3 separate regions of the Zea mays genome follow, and all the other regions are linked to region 1. A link is a contact called in public Hi-C data. All regions are on one chromosome and are shown on one strand. The core of a region is the stretch at or near the end of the contact, and the rest is flanking DNA. Distances in the headings are between cores, read along the strand shown. Region 1 holds the start of LOC100284902 (3-isopropylmalate dehydratase large subunit 2). Region 2 holds the start of LOC100272936. Region 3 holds the start of LOC100191642 (Polyketide cyclase/dehydrase and lipid transport superfamily protein).

Region 1 (4,375 bases), core at 1,655-4,154:
TCAAAGGGGGTCTTAGTTGGTCGTTACTCGCATTAGTAATGCGTTACATATTTATATTAGAGGTTATACAACATACATTTAACATAGGCAAAGGAATTCAATTTTGTGTTGTTTGGTCTGCCTGGATATGAATTACGAAACCGTGTAATGCTATGTCTAAAATATATGGTAAACAACTTGTGTATAAAAAAAACTAAAATATCTTATAGTTTGAAGTGAAGAGAATGTAATATATAAATCAGCCGGTTAAAATTCCAAAGTTGTATCTACCACTAGGACGTCTTATAATGTATTTCTAGAACACGGAGGTTCCAAGATTTGAAATGAAATCGCTCAGACGGAATGCGATTGGAGTTTTTTTTTTGGACGCTACTATACATACGACCATAACGTACGACTCTTGTCCGACTCAGCTCTATAAAGCACTCGCAGCGAGATTGAGTTTGTGTTGGTCGTAGAATCGTACACCAGTCGGACTACTCCAGTCGTACGCATAACATTTCCCTTTTTTTTATGTTGGAAGTTGGAATTAGGCCGCTATATTGGCGAGAGGGGGCAGAGGACCTCGGAATCTAAGAAAATTTAAACGAGTGCAAATGGCTTCGTATTGGGCTCCGATGCTCTAAACCGGACCGTCGAAACCCCGTCCGTCGCTGGGTTGGGCTGGTCTAGGATCCACTGGGCTGCCAGATTAGCATACGTGGCCAGGTGGGGGTCCGGAGATGAGAACGGCAGTGGATGACAATTTTACCCGTGGGTTTGGATATTCGTCGGATATCCGATCCATCAAGTACGGGTTCGGGCACAAATTTTGACTCGCGGGTATTATCCATACCCGCCCCGTGATAAAATTAGGTCAGGTACGGATTTGATTTCTTACCCGCGCGTACCCGATGGATATCCGAAAATAGTGATTTTAGATTTTCAACCTATCAGTATGCTAGCTAGCCGTCCATCCTCGCCAGCTCATCCTACCGGCATCCGTCCCTGTCTGCTGATGCTTCTAATCTAGTTCTAGTACTAGTGCCAGTATGTTTGATAAGTGCCAGTACGTAGTACTAGTGCTAGCTAGTACAAGTACTTGAGCTAGGAGAGTGTTAATACGCCAGACGACTGTGCTAGCTACTCTTCGATCCTGACGACTTGGAAGTTTATTACCAAAAAATAGCAACACACGTCTAGGGCTATATCTACACGACTGCACTGTGCAACAACATTATGTGCCTCCGGTGATCATGGTGATATGCGATACTCGGAACTGCACTAGACTTCATTTAGGGATAATGCACCAAGCTGCTATACCCGACGGGTACCCGATATCCGCCCGATACCCGATGGGTACGTGCACGGGTACAAAAATTTACCCATGGGTATAGTCATGGGGCGGATATGGATAATCCCCGCGGGTATGGTCGCGGGCTAGTATTTACTGTTTACTCTACCCGATTCGAATCCGACCCGTTGCCATCCCTATACGTGGGTCCGAAGATGAGAACACAAGTGGACGGGCACGTGCACGTATTTATTAATAGGAGAAAACAATTTTTATCACATGACATGTACAACCCTGAACTCTTGATCGTTTTTTTAAATATAAGAGACAACTAAAAGACTGTATGATACAATTATAAGCTCCTAGATCGTAAATGCGGTCAAGACACAGTTGTATAGAGAGTCGTGTAGAGATAACCTCTTCACGAAGAGTACATTTCTTAATTTTGTTTAACCCCTAGAGACCCTATAAAAGACTTCTCATTTAATTGTGCTGTACCGACAACATTTCTAATAGAGTTGTATTTTAAAATATAGGGTTTTCATTAAAAGCTTGCTTCAACAAGAGTTTTATTTTTTAAAAATCAAATAATTATATGACTCGATCTCTCAAGTCCTAAATACAGGACCATGTATACTAGAGCTCTAACCTCGTTTTGTACATTATTACCAACCTTTTATTTCTAAATAACATTACCTATTTCTTAAACTATATGACTCAACTATTTAAGCTCTAAATATTTTTTGTGACCCTAAACACTTCAAATCAGGTCATATTTTAAAATTTAGGACTCAAATAAAGGATTTCTTGTTGTATATGCTCTAAGGGTTATTTGGTTCCAGTAGTTTATTCTATGTCATATATGATGTTTGAATACATACCATGAGAATTAAATATAGTCTAATTATAAAACTAATTACACATATGAAGACTAAACGATAAGAAAAAAATATTAAAACTAATTATTTAATGATTAACAATATTTACTGTAGCATCACACAAACGAATCATAGATTATTTAGGTTTAATACGTTTGTCTTATCGTTTTCTCCTCATTTATATAATTATTTTTTTATAATTAAGCTATATTTAATATTTCTAACTAGCATCCAGACATTTAATGTGACATAGACTAAATTTTACTCGAAGGAACCAAATAAGGCCTAATAAGTGCCATTTTTTCTGTCATATTTTGGAGTGGTAATGACTCTAGATTTTACACTATAAAATTTAAGAATCAAATCAAATTAAGATCTTACTCTATCTTTATTTGTTTTTAAATTAAAATTAATTTAAAATTTTAATTTATCATAAAGAAATATTTAGATCTTGATTCATAAGTCATGTCTAAGGTAGCTTAGACAACTCATAGCTCAATCGGTGCTCGCTTTGCAAGCCGTGCTCATTTTGTGCACCTCTCTCCACCTCATCAGTCATCTCTCCATCGGCGTCTCGTGCGCTCCGTTAGTCCGTTCGACGTTCGTCCAGCTCCCACCTCACCCGCTGATCCATTCATTGATCAGGGGCACACACGCCACGGCAGCCGACACCACACGAGACACGACACTCCCCGAGCACACACGCCGCAACAGCACCACCCCCAGACCCAAGTCCTGTCAAGGCCTCAACACACACACACACTCTCTCGCTTGACCTACCCCCCTCCGCCCCCCGCCGGGCCTGCAGGGTGTTCGACGCTTCGCCCGCCCGCCCGCCCGAGCGCCGCCACGGCATGGCTTCCTCCATCTCCGCCGCCGCTAAGGCCTCCGCGGCCTTCGCCCACAAGGTCCGTCCTCTCCCTCCTACCCCCTCTCGCGCCCCGTTACTAACCAACCCCCTTCCATTTCCCGTCGCAGAAGGAGCTGGCCGCGCCGGCGCCGCACCGCGCGGGCTCGAGCCGCCGGACCAAGCCGTGCCGCGTGCGCGCCGTCGCGTCGCCCGCGCGCACCCCCCGCGCCCCGTCGTCCACCGGCTCGGTACGCCCCCGCCCCCTGAATCCCATCCCGCTGCTGCTGCTGCTGCTCTGCGCTTCGCGTTCGATTTACATACGTACGAATACGCGCGGTCGCCCCTCTCCAGGTGAAGACCGCGATGACGATGACGGAGAAGATCCTGGCGAGGGCGTCGGAGCGCGCGGCGCTGGAGCCCGGGGAGAACGTGTGGGTGGACATCGACGTGCTCATGACGCACGACGTCTGCGGGCCCGGCACCATCGGCATCTTCAAGAAGGAGTTCGGGGAGGATGCCAAGGTCTGGGACCGCGAGAAGGTCGTCATCATCCCCGACCACTACATCTTCACCAGCGACGAGCGCGCCAACCGCAACGTCGATATCCTCAGGGACTTCTGTCTGGAGCAGAACATCAAGTACTTCTATGATATCAAGGACCTCAGCGATTTCAGGGTATGCCCACTCCTTTGCTTCTCGGTTTATTTAGTTGATATCTTGGCTTCTCTGCCTCCTAGTACCAAAATTTAGGTTCCCTGTATTTTCCCCCTTCCACAATAGTTTGAATTTCATATTTGTTTGCAGGCTAATCCAGACTACAAGGGTGTCTGCCACATTGCACTTGCTCAGGAAGGCCACTGCCGACCAGGCGAGGTACCTTGCTGAGTTTTCCATGTACAGGTCACCTGTGATTGTAGAACATGTTGGGAAGCACTAATCTTCTCCAATTGCTATCTAGGTTCTCCTGGGTACTGATTCTCATACGTGCAATGCTGGAGCCTTTGGTCAATTTGCAACCGGAATTGGAAACACTGATGCAGGTTTTGTGATGGGCACTGGAAAGGCTCTTCTCAAGGTACGCCCATGGTTGTTGGTTGTTGTTACTCTCGGAAGGCAAAATTTTAAAACCAGTCTTATAGGGCATACCCAATGGTAGAGGCTCCCACATGAATGAGTTTCGAAGAATGGATAAACTGAGTCAAAGCCCCCCCCCCCCCCCCCCCAAAAAAAAACAAAACACAGAAACACGGCTATGCATCCACCAGGCTTCCCTTTGTAAAAACCAGTCTTTCATCGATTGGTCAGTAGAGGGACCAAAAGTATTGTTTAATATAAATCAAAATATAATATTCTTGTTGATTATACTGACTTGCA
Region 2 (4,315 bases), core at 818-3,317, 130 kb before region 1:
TACAGACTCATCAAGAGAGGAAGAGAACAAAGGTGCCGAACAAAGGAACACTTCTGAACACTCAGCTCAGTTCCACACTTCCACCCCAGGAAGGAACCCCAGCAGTTACTCCTATGCATATGTGGAAGTGGAAGAGCTTCCCTTCTCGACGCGCTCACGACCTCTTCTTCCTCTTCTTGTCCTCCGACTTGTCGGCCCCGTTCTTGAGCTGCAGAGCATGCAACACCAACGGTTCGGTCAGTACAGCCATTCAGAAACAACCGCCACCGGCAGCACAGGGAGAAATCTGAAATCAAAATCATGCGCAAGCTATTCCACCAATATAATCCGCGGCAGCAACCCAGCATCATCACCAAGAGGAAAGAGCTCACTCACCATGATGACGAGGACGCGGACGAGGACGGCCACGAAGTCTGTGAAGAGGGTGAGGGCGTGCTTGACGTGGTCCATGTCGCCGCGGTGCGCCCTCTCGATGATCTCCTGCGTGTCGTACACCACGTAGCCCAGGAAGATGAGCAGCCCGAAGTAGACCTGCAGGAGGAGAAAGCAAGCAAGTGTTCAAGCCAAGGCTGCTGTGTGCATGCATCTCACAGACGGACAAGCAATGGATACACTGTTGCTCCATCGGATTATAAATTAAAAGAGGATAGAGGCAGGCAGGCACCTCGAACATGAAGCTGGTTGCGGAGTGGCCGAAGATGGAGCCGGCTAGCTGCAGCCAGAGCAGGATGGAGAGCCCCGACGAGAGCAGCCCACCCAGGTAGAGGTACTCCCTGCGCCTGGCCACCATGGCCGCGCCGGTGAAGCACGCGAACGCGATGGCAGTCCCCACGAACGCCGTCACCAGGATGCTGAGGGAAAAAAAACAGCCATTCGTCATCTAAGCATTTGTCTACTACTACAACTTATGGCGGGCTGGTGACGCATTGCCAGCCTGGTAGCGTTCGAATCCTGATTATTACTGTATTATTATTATCTTAATCAAGCAGCGCACAGCGCAGGCAATTTCCGAGAGACAAGACGACAAGTGCAAGGTTACCTTGGGTCAAATTCCACGGCGAGCTTGACGAGGGGTCCGACCGAAGCGCCTTCCAGGAGGGCAGCCGCCATCAGCAGCCCATACCTCTTCCTCTGCACACACGCACGCGCACAAACAGGGCAACACAGTGTGAGAGACGAAGGCGCAATGGACAATTTCGGTTGTGTCAACTGACGAAGGAGAGACGAACGGACGACACGACGGATCACGGGCGGACGGACTGACCTCCTCGTAGACGGGCACCGAGAAGAGCCAGGCGATGCTGCCGACGCAACCGAGCATTGTCAGCGTACCGCCGATGTTCCAGACCACGTGCAGGTAAGCGCCCACCGCCGACGAGGCCAGCGCCGCGCACAGGGTGAGGTAGACCTGCAGGCAACCAAGCCGAACCAGAGGGTCAGATTTGGATTCAAATCGATTTATCATATCTTGCTGTTCTAACCGGATCATGCATGTTCTTAAAGTGACGAATCGATCGAATCGGTGGCATCCGCAGTTGCAGTTCTCAACGCAAGGAACACGACGCGCGCGAATCACAAGATTACGTCAGGGAATTACGCATCAGCTACACGCAACCCGCAGGAGAATTTCTGGAACGCACGAAACCAACGACTGATATATATTTTTAAAAAAATACGAAATGCTAATTGCGCGAGTCACAACGACTATAGCCCCCGGAATTTCTGAAACGCACGCCCACGACGAGAAGAACAGGGAGAATCGCGAACGGGGGACGTACGAGCTTGAGGTGGGTCTGGACGGCGGGGGTGATCTGGCGGAAGTTCTTGAGCGAGTCGTAGCTCCATCCGCCGGCGCCGTAGCCGTAGGGCGCCGACGCGGAGGAGGCCGAGAAGAACGCGTCCATGTGCGATGGATGGATTTGTTGGTTTGTTTGGGATCGAGTGGAGGATCTTGGGGGAGGGAGGCCGATCGAGGGGGAATGCGAGGGAGGCCGATCGAGGCAGGCTAGTATATGTACCGAGCCGGCGTGGCGTGGCGTGGCGTGGCGGTGGGAAGGAGAAGGACGAAGGAACGAAAGCTTCTCCGGACTCCCCCAGAAGTTTCCTTCTAGTGCGTGCGTGCGTCGCCGCTCATGCATGCCGTATTGCCGTATCAGCGAACCGCATCGATGACGCGAAACCGCTCCGGACCGACCAATGCCGCGCGCCCACGTTGGCGGGACGGATCCTGATCCGTGGTGCGGGCCCGGGAAGAAGCTTCGGGCCTGGTCGCGCAGGCGCCCGAGTGCACTAGGCGCCTAGCGGCGGGCGGCTCCACCTGACAGGTGGGCCCGGGACGGTATGCCGGCCCGCGCTTCGAGAAATCCGGTCCCACTGCCCCGTGGGCCCGACTGGTCTGCACAGCCAGATGGGCTTTCTTGGGCACGGTCCACGTCGTGTATTTGTATTGTGTATGTATTTGAAAATTTCCGTGTACGACGAGCGAGCATTACGTATGCGCGTGCTAAATCCAGGCTGCTTCTTCTTCTTCAAGCATAGTCCAGAGAAACTTAAGCGCGTTGGTCGTTTTCAGTTTGGAATTTACTACGCACTATGAAAGTTCTCTTCTTATTTTTCTTCTTCCAAAATTGCGCTTCATCTGCATGCGACGTCGTCGAGTGGGGTCTTGTCGTTTTGTATCCGTGTTGTCTCAGAATTCCGGTGGCGCCAGCAAGCAGCAGTACAGCCGCCAGTAGTAACAAGGGGGCGTTAGAGGTATTCTCTCCCACCGAAAATCACTTCTACCAAGTCAAACGATAAAATTTTGAGGTGCTTTATAGTAAGAGTACAGTAAATCTAATTTCTACTTTGTATTAAAAAGTGGGAGCCAAAAAACCTGCTTCCCACCACCCACTCTTTAACCCCTTGTTAATCACTTTATGACCTATTTACCAAACAATTTTTGTCAAATAGATTCACTTTCGGTAGAGAATCACTCAAAATCACTTCATTAGAAAATCAGCTCTCGGAGCTAGAAAATTATGGAACGGAGCTCTACCAAACAATCCCTTGCATTAGAGTCACCGTCGGATCGGATCCGCCACGTACGTGAAAGCATGCATGGACGCGCGAAGGTTGTTAATTTGCGTCCAGGCAATTCAGTCCAAAGTTATAGGGCCTGTTTGGTTGAGAGCCTGTGAGGCATTTGCCTGCCACACACGCAATCTCAATCCCAGACGATCAAAATCCAACACCTAAGGTATGTTTTGTTGCAATGATAAGACGAGATGAGATGGGACGATCCCTCAAATAAATTTATTTGGTTCAGGGTCAAGAGTTGAGACAAGACTATCCCAATGTTGTTCCCAGTTATCCGACGTCTCAGTCCTAGCTATCTCACAACTAAACACACTCTAAGGTTGTTGCCTCGCTGGCTGACTCAGACAGATGTGCCACGAAGTAAACCAAACAAGTCTTTAGGACAGGCAGCAAGCGACCATCTCGTGCCTAATAATAATAACTGCGCACACTCCACAGTATGTGGCTGGGGATTTTCGCTTCTCGCACGTCCAAAGTCATCACTCATGCTTGCACTAGCAAAGTGCCCGTACTTAGGTTACTATGCTTTACATTTATACCTGAGTGTAGATTATAAAGCACAAAGATATGTGTATCTGTTGGTTAGGCAAGTGTGAGTGTGAGTTTGGACCTAATAACCATGGTTCGAATCTTTATTTATATACCGATGGAAATTGGATCCCATCAAATCAAAAGGACGGCGGGTTAATTACAAAGAAATATAAAAAGTTCTTTTTTATAAGAATGATGATAGTAGAAGCGTGCAACTAGAAAAGCTAGTACTTTAATATAGTAGAGATTATTATCATGTCCGATAATAAATAAACCCGTGGGATATATAATTTTAGAAAATCGAGGAATGTTTGACGACTACTCTGAGGACTATACCCCAAAAGTTAACTTTAAAATAACTATAAATAGGACATCAAAAGCAAATATATTATTTCCAATGATATATATTTTTTAGCAGTTGAAAAATAAGTTAGTTTTTGGGGCTTTTTTTTGTCGTCTTCAAAAATAAAAGCTTATTTACGACCGGTAGAGACTGGCGGCCACAAACCGAAAGCTTATTTTGACTGGCCGCCAAAAATAATAAAGCAATGTCACTTGCAATCTCAATACACTTATCAAAATCATCTCATCTGTGAGCGTATGTCTCATCTATGTGCTATAGCTGCATCCAACATCTAGCTAGTATACACACTACAGGCCAGGATATATATTCTTCGATTATTCAACCGATGCTGGCTAGCGGCTT
Region 3 (4,481 bases), core at 1,768-4,267, 240 kb after region 1:
GTACTTAACAAAGAAGCTGTCATATTCCTCTGGCAGAAAACCTGCATGACATACAAGTTCAAAACATGACTACTTGGCTCAGCAGTTCTGCAGTACCAAAAGCTTTCACAACTTAACTAGTAGTTTTATGCTTTCTTTGATAGTTTTGTGCATCATGCTACACTCAGATTCATGTCGCTGATTACTTCAATGTATCATTGGTTCAGGATTCAGGAATTGCACCTGGCAATTCCAGAGTTGCGATGATCGCTGCACCAATATGTTACATTTGAAGATTTCTCATGTCTTGAGTACTATAATGCGATTTATGAAAGGTAAAAAAAGCCACCAGTGACTATTTATGAAAGGTAAAAAGCTGCCATGTGAGCTAAAAAACTACCACAATGCCACCACCATGACAATTTTGTTCAATTCATCAATAGTTGACAGAATAATAGCACCATCCCTTGTGTTAATATAGTCATATGTACGCACAAAGTTCCTCAATTGGGGAGACTACAGTCATATTCTAAACTGAATTCACCAACAGTCCACCATAATCAAAGTGAGTGCAGCACTGTAAGTTGGAGACCAAATTGCTAGTACGTATATTACCGGAGGCGGCGAGTGCGATGCCCTCGACAAGGATGATGATGCCTAGCCCAAGCCAGGCGAGGAGGAAGGCGTTCTCGTTGGCCTGCCGCTGCCGTAGCTCCTCCTCCGTGGGCCCCTTCCCACCGGCGCCCCCGGCCCTGGACGCCGCCTCATTCTTCTGCTGCTGGAATATGGAGGCGCTTCCCGGCGGCGCGCGGCGGACCACGGGCGCTGGAGGCTCCAGCGCCTTGGTGTCCTTGCCCTTGCTGCCGCTCTTGGGCTTCTTGCCCTTCTTGCTCCCCGAGCTCGAGGAAGAGGCGGTGACGCGGAACACGGGCGGCGCTCGGAGGAGGGTCACGCCGGCGCCGGGGAGGAGCGCGGGGGAGAGGGACGCCATGGCCACGGCGACGGCGCGCGGCTTATCCGACAGTTTGAGGGGGAGATGACGAGGTGAGTTTGTGGGCCGGGCCGGAGAGAGGGATGGACGCGTGTTTCGTGGGCCATGGCTTCCTTTCATTCTTATATCCAGGAAATCCAATTTAACTCCCTCGTCTCATTTTGCTCGTTGAATTCCAAAATCAGAAGAATTTTTTTTGGCATCCCTCGCCTTTTAAAAAACAATTGTTTTTCACCTATAGTGGTTTTACTGATGTGGTGATCCATATCATATGGGCTAAACTAAGTTAAAAGTTTGAGAAGACAAATCAGATATATTTTAAAAAAATCCAAAGAAATAAAAAATGTTTCATTTTTCTTTTTTAGACCAAAACCTATATAGGATGACATCCTTTCGTTTTGAAGTATGCCATTACATGTTTTCATATAAACTCAGTTAGGCGCTGTTTGTAAAAGATATTAACTGAAGATGATGTTTAAAATGCGTGGTTTTAATATTCGATGATGTACATGTTTTACAAGTGTCCTTACGGCCAAGGCGACAAGCTCTCTAGCCACGCTAGACGTGCTCGGATCACTACCCGCGACGTGTCAGCTCGTGCAGCAAGAAAAATCTGTGTTGGAGAAGTACCAACAATATGGGTGGCAGACACAAGGGGGGGCAAAAATATAGCACAGAGCACGCAAAAAAAAAAGCACGGATGCTGCCACTCACGACGGCCGACCGGCCCGACCCGATTAGTGGTGGCGATGTGACGCCGCCGGCGAGGGGGGGAGTGGGGCACCAAAGCGAGTCGCGAGCCGACGTGGCGGCGCGGCGTTGGACGGGAGTGAGATTTGGGCCCCCACCGGAATCGACGCGCGCCACCGGCAGCCTCAGCCCCCAGATCCCCTTATCGCTTTGGGGTTGGGCTGGGCTTGTCGCGGCAGTGCATGCGCCCGGTCCATGGGCTGCTGCATCGTACGGCCACAAGACAAGAGCGCCCCTTTCATCAAATGAAAAAAGAAAAGAAAAGTGAGTTTCTTTTGTCTCACTAATATTTTTTTTGGGTTCTATTATATCCCCTTATCGCTTTTGTGGGATATATCCAACATGGGAGAGGAGGGGAATTGAGAAAGAGTACGTGACTGACTCTAGGGTGATTTAGTCAATTAGTCTCAGCCAAGAACAATGACGTATCGTAGAAGCATAGGATCGGAAGGGTTTACCGAGTTGACCACCCACCAAATCGCATGTTTGAATAACACTCTCCATGTAAAATACTACCTCGGTTCCTGAATAAACAAATCAATTTTCTAGGAGCTGATCCAACATGTAAGATTGGTCCGATTCCCCCCCCCCCCCCCCCCCCCCTTTTTGCTCTAGGAGCTGATTTATTTGGACGAAGATTTTGTTTTTTCCACACCTAATCAAACGTCATGTTGCTACGGACTAATAGTTATGCATGGCCCTTTTTGTGTAGTTTGGCAAGCCTAGAAGCCACGGGCATAGCATATTCCTTTTAGCTGTGTACCCTTTGTGCCTTTAAGGAACAACACGGGGAGTCGGGGATACATGGAATGCTTAGGAAAGCGACTTCACAACCAACAGCTAATGAGATGATGCGGTAAGTAAGCACACACCATCAGCACGCTATTATAATCTATAATACATGAGTTAGAACACCAAAGGGCAAACCATACCTTTTCTTTTCTTTTTTAACAAAAAAATGATGAAACGCTTAAGTCCTAACCAATAAACAAATGCCCACCAGACTCAGCTCTTGTTTTTGTTTACCATATCACGTAGCATCCACGCAGCTCTGCGAACTCCAAATAAAGTAGGGTGGGATTGATTATTTAAACTCTGCAAAGTACAAAAATGAAAGGTTTAGAAATCAGATAGGTAGAAAAGATAGGGAGGTCAAGAGTGAGATAGTCCATGCACCGTGTCCACACGCCTCCATCCCTGCTCGTGCACCACACCTTACCCTTCCCTAAACCAAACAAAAAAATCGAGTCTTTAATCCTCGCCAGAGGCCGTAAAGCCCCCCTCCTTCCTCCCTCCCTCCATCCCTCCCCCTACCCTGCCCCCACACACACACCGCCGCGTCCGACCCCCTACGCCGTCGACTGCTCGGCCGGTCGGCTCCGATGGGGTACGTGCTGTCGGCGGTGGGCAGGGTGCTGGAGCAGCCCACGGCGTGGGGGGCGGCCTGGGAGATGGCGCTCCTCGCGGGGCCCCTGTGGGCGGCGGCCCTCCTCGGCCTGCTGCTCGGCTGGGCCTGGCGCCCGCGCTGGGCAGCCGGCCTCGTCGTCGCCACCGCGGACGACGGCGGCAGCGCCACCACCGCCGCCGCCGCCGCGCAGCCGCCCTTCGCCACGCTCGACTTCTGGAAGGCCCAGCTCCCCGCCCGCCTCCGCGCCCCGCTCGGCACCGCCGTGCAGCAGAGGGAGGGTGACAAGGACGCCGTGCAACGGAACCGCGGAACGGTGGCGCTTGGCAGGTCGTCGGAGACGGAGACGGCGACGGCGAGAGAGGAGCCGGTGGCGGTGGCGGTGGGGATGGCCGACCTGGTGAACCTCTGGAGGCTGGTGGAGGGCGCGGACGGTGGCCCGGCCTGGACCAAGATGATGGAGAAGTCGCTGCCCACCATGACGTACCGGGCGTGGAGGAGGGACGCCCAGGTGAGCGGATTTTTTTTTCACGAGCCTCAGCGTCGTGTTTTTTTTTATTACTTGATTTCATGTTCATGTAACGATTGAATTTTATTTTTATCTGGATGAATATTTTGTAGACCGGGCCTCCGCAGTACCAGAGCAGCAGCATCTTCGAGAACGCCAGTCCAGAGGAGGTGAGGGACTTCTTCGGGGACGACGAGTTCCGGATGTCCAACAGGTGGGACGACATGCTCATCTACCACAAGACCCTGGAGGAGTGCCGGACCACTGGGACGATGAAAGTGCATTGGGTCCGGAAGGTAAATAATAAATAGCGGGCCTCTCTGGCTGACTCATCGCATTGTATTGTATGACTCATCTCTTGCGCTCGCTGTCGCAGTTCCCCTTCTTCTGCAGCGACAGGGAGTACATAATCGCCCGGCGGATATGGAAGCTGGGGGGCGCCTATTATTGCGTCACAAAGGTAAAACTAGACTTGGAAAAAAAAAGAACTACTGCGTGTTGTTCTTGTTTGGGGATATTGATTCCAGGAGGTAGTGGGGTTTATGCTTGATCCCTGATGCAAAAGTACTATACAGTTTCTTGGATGAACTTTGACACATGGCCTGTTGGCTATATAGCTTACGCTTCATGCAGACCGTAATCTATGCTGTGTCTGTGTTGCCCGTCAACTAATAACTCCAGTTTGGAATAGGCACAAGGCACACAGCTTTAGAAGTGCAGTGGCCTGTTTGTTCCCTAATCCTGATATTTCTTGATGGCTATGTGTGCCCAATGAGACTGACCTGAGGCAACCTGTCCACCACCTGCGGAGTACACTTTTGACACCATTCAAGTTCTGATGTTAGTGC

What was found. Hi-C and Micro-C count contacts between places; a contact is called where the count stands out from the background.
Region 2: a Hi-C map of ear shows a contact between it and region 1, with 2.6 times the contacts expected there. The contact joins the promoter of LOC100272936 here to the promoter of LOC100284902 in region 1. A contact is called at or near these places in 12 of 25 Hi-C or Micro-C datasets (bundle sheath, ear, endosperm and 4 more).
Region 3: a Hi-C map of tassel shows a contact between it and region 1, with 5 times the contacts expected there. The contact joins the promoter of LOC100191642 here to the promoter of LOC100284902 in region 1. A contact is called at or near these places in 3 of 25 Hi-C or Micro-C datasets (ear, leaf and tassel).

Annotation. Positions count from the first base shown.
Region 1 is chr5:74,940,573-74,944,947 of Zm-B73-REFERENCE-NAM-5.0, reverse strand. It overlaps LOC100284902 (3-isopropylmalate dehydratase large subunit 2), which reads left to right and starts at 2,904. Exons shown (of 14, transcript NM_001367198.1): 1 at 2,904-3,059; 2 at 3,130-3,249; 3 at 3,353-3,676; 4 at 3,806-3,874; 5 at 3,960-4,076. The coding sequence starts at 3,006.
Region 2 is chr5:75,067,915-75,072,229 of Zm-B73-REFERENCE-NAM-5.0, reverse strand. It overlaps LOC100272936, which reads right to left and starts at 2,067. Exons shown (of 6, transcript NM_001147388.1): 1 at 1,779-2,067; 2 at 1,265-1,408; 3 at 1,040-1,131; 4 at 665-851; 5 at 376-531; 6 at 1-208. The coding sequence starts at 1,904. The coding sequence ends at 155.
Region 3 is chr5:74,702,099-74,706,579 of Zm-B73-REFERENCE-NAM-5.0, reverse strand. It overlaps LOC100191642 (Polyketide cyclase/dehydrase and lipid transport superfamily protein), which reads left to right and starts at 3,017. Exons shown (of 5, transcript NM_001348730.1): 1 at 3,017-3,636; 2 at 3,747-3,929; 3 at 4,010-4,093. The coding sequence starts at 3,103. It overlaps LOC100278883 (Protein LOW PSII ACCUMULATION 2 chloroplastic), which reads right to left and starts at 1,001. Exons shown (of 3, transcript NM_001152015.1): 1 at 595-1,001; 2 at 1-41. The coding sequence starts at 970.